2 separate regions of the Neogale vison genome follow, and region 2 is linked to region 1. Evidence: chromatin contacts called from public Hi-C data. All regions are on one chromosome and are shown on one strand. Each heading gives the region's core, a stretch centred on a gene start, on an enhancer-like site or on the middle of the called end of the contact. The rest is flanking DNA. Distances are from core to core; before and after follow the strand shown.

Evidence for each region. Hi-C and Micro-C count contacts between places; a contact is called where the count stands out from the background.
Region 2: a Hi-C map of muscle shows a contact between it and region 1, with 17 times the contacts expected there. The contact joins the promoter of QKI here to the enhancer-like site in region 1. A contact is called at or near these places in 2 of 3 Hi-C or Micro-C datasets (fibroblasts and muscle).

What each region holds. Positions count from the first base shown.
Region 1 is chr1:4,524,144-4,526,886 of ASM_NN_V1, reverse strand. No RefSeq gene overlaps it. Among named protein-coding and RNA genes, the nearest start is that of QKI, 650 kb to the left of the region's middle. Within about 2 kb of position 1,401, the one cell type or tissue checked has open chromatin away from gene starts, as enhancers often do. A contact at or near this core is called in fibroblasts, where this site is marked.
Region 2 is chr1:5,172,989-5,175,731 of ASM_NN_V1, reverse strand. QKI (protein quaking) reads left to right here and starts at 1,419. Exons shown (of 8, transcript XM_044242560.1): 1 at 1,419-1,624. The coding sequence starts at 1,483.

The DNA of each region.
Region 1 (2,743 bases), core at 152-2,651:
TCGATATAAGGACTTCCTTACAATTAGTTCTTTCTCAAAGATTAAATAGATTTTCCTGCAAGTTAGGGAGCTCTTGGTTGCTGGAAGGACTCCAAAGACATTGATTGATGCTATTGTCAAGTCTGTTATTGAAAAGTCCCTGCCTGGGGCTCCCCAACGCAAGATGGCTCTGTGGCAGAAGTAGAGACCCATCTGCGACGAGTCAGCCCTCCCGTCCAAGACAAAGAGTTATCTCGGAGAAATGCAGCCAAGCTGGAGACTACCTTACATTTCTCAGCCTCTTTTGCATGTACTTGGGGTCTTGGGATGAGTTCTGACCACTGGAGTATAGCAGAGCGATGGCTGCCATTCCCACAGCATCGTAGTTAGGAAGCCAGGAGCTCCTATTGGCCCTCTCCTCCCGCATCTGCTGTCTAGGTGCAGAAGACTCTGAGATCCTGCCGAAAGGCACAACCATGGCGGGGAAGGAGCTCAAGACCATGAAGGCTGCCCACAGACCAAGGGCACATGTGCTGGACCAGTGCATAGGCCAGTATGGTGCCAGGATAATATGGGGACAGATTTGTCTTTTACAGCAGCTGGGAGGATTCTAAGATATCCACAAAGTTTTCTCCCAAATGTAAAGTGTATTTATTTTGGGGACACCTGAGTGGCTCACTGGGTTGAGCCTCTCTGCCTTCGGCTCAGGTCATGATCTCTGGATCCTAGGATGGAGCCCCGCATCGGGCTCTCTGCTCAGCGGGAAACCTTCTCCCCACCCCTCCCGCCTGCCTCTCTGAATATTTGTGATCTCTGTCTGTCAAATAAATCAGTAAAGTATTTCAAAAAGTGTATTTATTTTGAGTAAATCGGGATTATTTCTGGAATGTATGCATTGCATAGGAATTCCAGAAACTTCTTTTTTCAGACAATGATTCCCCTCAGGATGAGTGATTATGAATCCGTCTTGTTTCAACCCTAGTTAAGAGCCCCTGTCCTGACCTGTTTTAGCTAAACCTTCTCAAACAGTTAACTAGAAAGTATAATTCAACTGGCGAATAGTTCCATTTTCACTTGCCTCTTGCGCTGTCCTTTCAGGGGGACAGACAGTTCTTGAGCAGTGCCCGGGATGTTCAATCCTACATTATTTCTGCTGGTGAGAGTTTGAGGCCAAGGCAGTCAAAGGGACCCCGGTGCTAAGACGGGCTCTGCACTGTTGGACCCAAGCGAGGCACATTAAGCAGGACTTTTCTCAAACAAAGACTCAGAATATTTGCCGCCTTAGTCTTGGCAAGGCCCTCAAAGGCATGGCCCGTGAGACTGGATTTCTTCTGTGCACACATCATTCTTTTCCTTCCCCTTTAAAGGGTATTTAATTTCCATATAACTGTGAAGGCTGGAAGCATGCTTAGGACCAAAATAGCACCGATTGTGAAAGAGCGTCACCTTGGTTAAACATTCACATCGTGAATGCTGGGCTCTGTGGCCGAGCAGTATTAATGTATTGAAGTTGTTTGGGTTGAAACTATGGGTCATCGTTGGAGAGGAGGGCCCCGAGGCAGCAAGAGGTTCAGCCTTTGTCAGCGGCCGCGTCAGTCCACGGCGAAGCCAGGTTCAGAAGCCGACGTGTTTATTTCCCTTGGCTGCGCTCGGCTGGACACCGAGAATGTTATTACTCAAAGATCAAACCTTCATCTCCAGCCAAATTCCTGCCGAGGGAGCGGGGGACGGAGCGCGGCTTGTTTTTCTGTCGTGCGCTCGGGCTCGCCAGGACGCGCACGCGGGGCCGCGTCAGAGCAGGGCCGGGGACCGCCGCCTTCCCAGCTGCCCGTGTCCCCCCACGGGAAGAGGGATTGCGGCCCCCGGACCTCCCCCGCCCCGACCGGGTACTCTCGGGGCTGCGGGTGTCCGTGGTCCCCCGGGTCTGCCCGGGACGGACGCGCCTGCTCCGGAAGCGGGTGGTGTCCGGCAGCGACGCCAAGACTCGGTGTCTTTCTCTTGGGGGCGGGGGGGCTTCCATCGCACAGCGCGGAGGTAACGCATTTGGGGCCAGAACGGGTCAATACTGTCAATGCGGCTCCGAGTTCACCCTCCGCTTTCCTGCGACCGAGGCGACGGGTGTCGTGTGTGGTTAAAGCTTCGGGAACGGCCTCTGCCCCACGGGAGAGGCGGCGGCTCCCGGGCGTCCCGCCCCCGCGTCCCGGTCGGGCCCCGGTTCACAGCGACCAGCCCCGAGCGGCCCGGTCGTGTCTGAACGATCGACTTCGTTCTGTCCCTCGGAAACGCCTCCACGTGCTGTGAGCGGGACCCGCGAGGCCCGGCAGCCAGGCCCCTCCACGGCGCCGGGCCGGCCTCTGTGGCCGCGAGCTGGGGACCCCACGCGAGGCCGCGCCGTCCAGGAGTCCGGGGTCCGCGGGGGCACTTCCCCCCCACTGCGCTGCTGCGCGCCCGACGGCCCAGGCGGGCTGTGCTGCGCGTGGACGGGCCGTCCCCGACTCCTTCTGCCGGGTCTGGGGACCCCGGGACTGCGGACACACGTGGCCCCGGCTCCCCCTGGTGGCCGGCGGGACCCGGCCGGAGCCGCCCTCCTCCCTCAGCAAAGCACGTGCTGCAGAGTCCGCTCCCCGACCCCCACCCTCTCCCCTGGTGTCTCTTGGCGCGCCCGTGGCCCGGGACGGAGCCTTCTGTGCCCTGTGCCCCGTCCCGACAGCACGGGCACCAGGGGTTTCAGGGAGCGCAGGGGCTTTGGACAAAGCGCCTCCTA
Region 2 (2,743 bases), core at 170-2,669, 650 kb before region 1:
AGCAGTAATCTGAGCCCCCCGGGAACGCGTCCTACAGGGGAGAACTCGACACCCGGGAACGAAGATTCCGCAGCTTCTAGCCCCCACCCCGCCATTTGGGGGTCCGACGGCCCTGCCGTTCCAACCCTCCCCCCACGGCGCGCCCCCGCGCCAGCCCCCGCCCAGGCCCCGGCCCGCCCCACGCAGGCGCGCGGCAGGCCCTGCCCCTCCCCCTTCGCTCGCGGGGCCCCGGCAGGGGCGGAGCGACCCTCGGAAGGGGCGTGGCCGCCGGACTCGACGCGCGCACGCGCTCTCGGGCCTTACGGCTACGTGTCGGGCCACGTGATGCCCACCCCGAAAGTCCCCCGTGAAGCAACAGGACGTTAAAAAAAAATTCTTTTCTTTGGGGTGGGGGGTGAGAACGGACGAGAGGATTCTTTAAAAAAAACTGTAGTAACGCAGGAGAGGATGGGGCCGTGCGGTGGCGAGCGCAGCCCTGGCGCGGCCCGCATGCAATCCCTCTCACCCAACGCCACAGCCCGACCGCGCCCGCCAGACGAGCCGGCCCGGCGGCGGGGAGCGCGAAGCGGCGCGGCCCTCGCCCCCGCCCCAGTCGCAAGCACCGCCACCCGGCGCCCTCCCCCACCCGTCGACCCCGCACCCGTCCCTCCCGCCTCTGTCGCCCGCCCCGGCGGAGACCCCAGCCCGGCGCCCAGGCCGGGCTCGCCGGGCGCCGCCTCCATCACGCACCCCGCCGGAGGGAGACGTCGTGGCGGCGGCGGCGGCCGCGGCGGCGCCCGGGCCGGGGGCTGCGGGGGGCGGTGGCGGGAGGAGGAGCGCGCCGGCCGGGCCCCGCTAACGGCCGCCCTGCGCGGCCCCGCCCGCCGCCCGCCCCCGGCCCTCCCCGCGCCGCCGCCCCTCCCCCCGCGCCGCCGCCGCCGCTGGCAGCGCCGCCTGAACTGAGGCGAACTCCGCCGCCAAGTGAGTGAGGAGGAGGAGGAGGAGGCGAGGAGGAGGAGGAAGAGGAGGAGCGGAGTCAGAGCGCGGCGGCAGCGGCAGAGGCGGCCGCGGCGGGGACCAGCCCAGAGAGACCCCGAGCCCGCGGCAGAAGCGGCGGCGGCGGCTGAGCGGGCGCGACCAGCCGAGCGAGCGGCGGCGGCCCGGCTCCTCCTCGTCCGGCGCCGAGCGGCCCGCGCCCGCACTCGGCCCGCGGAGACCCGCCTCCCGCCCGCCGGCCTCGTGAGGGACGCGCCGAGCCGGCGGCCGAGGAGCGGCGGCGGGCCGGGAGCGCGTCGGGCCGCGGGCGGAAAGTGCCTGCGGGGGCGGGGAGAGCGCGGCGAGCGCGCGGACCGGCCGCCCCGGCGCCCGGCGCGGGAGCGGAGCGGAGCGGGACGCCGAGTCCCGAGCGGCCGGCGGCCGGGGCTCCCCGCCCCTCCCTCCTCTCCGGCGGCGGCGGCGGCGGCGGCGGCGGCGGCGGGCGGAGTGAGCTGCGGAGCCTGGAATATGGTCGGGGAAATGGAAACGAAGGAGAAGCCGAAGCCCACCCCAGATTACCTGATGCAGCTGATGAACGACAAGAAGCTCATGAGCAGCCTGCCCAACTTCTGCGGGATCTTCAACCACCTCGAGCGGCTGCTGGACGAAGGTGAGTCTCCTCGGCGGCCCCTCGCGGCCCGCGCCCGGGCGGCGGCCCCTCTTCCCGGGACCCGACGCCCGCCAGCGTGTTGGGAGGGCGGGAAGGTCGCGGCCGGCGGGGCCCGTGCGCTCGGGGACGGAGAGGCCCGGGCGGGGCGCATGGAGGCGGCGCCGAGGCCGGGCTCGCGGGGCGCGGCGGCGGGCGGGTCGGGGCCGCGGGCGCGGGCGGGACGCGCCGGCGGGACGCTCGCCCCCCTTCCCCCCCCCCCGCCCCCGGACCCGAGACCCCGGACCCGAGATCCCGGGCCTCGCGCGGCCGGCGCCCAAGTTGGTGCGCCGGGGAAGGCTGCAGGGCGAGCCCTCTCGCGGCCCCGGCTTCCAGCCGCGCCTGCGAGCACCGCGACGGCCGGGAGCTTCGCGGGCCTGCCCGACAGGAGCCCGGCCTCGCCCGCCCCGCGCCCCGCGGGCGCCTGAAGGACATCGGCCCCGGGGCGCTCCCGGAGGGGTCTCTCCCGGAGGACGCCGCCGGTTCCCAAAGTGGAGGATCCAGCGGGCCTTTTGCTTTTTTGGAGTTTGTGCAGCTCGCAGACACTCGAGGGGAGTAGCGCGGGGCTGGGTGATTTAAAGGAATTCCATAGGAGAGCGAAAGTAGCGCTGATTTAGCCGGAGGCCAGGACAAAATGACAGCGGAAAGCACTTTTTGTCCTTTTGTTTGGGGAAGCGAGAACTGTTCGGGAGTTTAACTTCACTTCGGGCGGGGGGGGGTGTGTGAGCACGAAATACCGCGAGGACGAGTGTAGACGCAGTCCCGACTGGAGAGAACTCCGGCGGAGAGCTGCCGCCCGAGGACGCCGCCGCCCGCCTTCGCCGCGCAGGAGCCGAGGACGTGTGCGAGGGCGAGAGTGGACGCGAGTAAAAGTTTCTGCAACGCTTCGTTGGTGGAGAGCTGAGCGTTGCGAAGCAGGACAAGAAGATTAATTTTGGCCAACTCTGGAATTTCTTTAACAAGTTCTGGTGGCGTGGCTCTGGATTGCTGAATTCTCGGAGCTGTGCATTTCTGCGAGCGCCTGGAGAGGGAAAAATGACCAACAAAAAAGTCTGTCTTGAAAATCGAGTAGCCAGGGGTTTT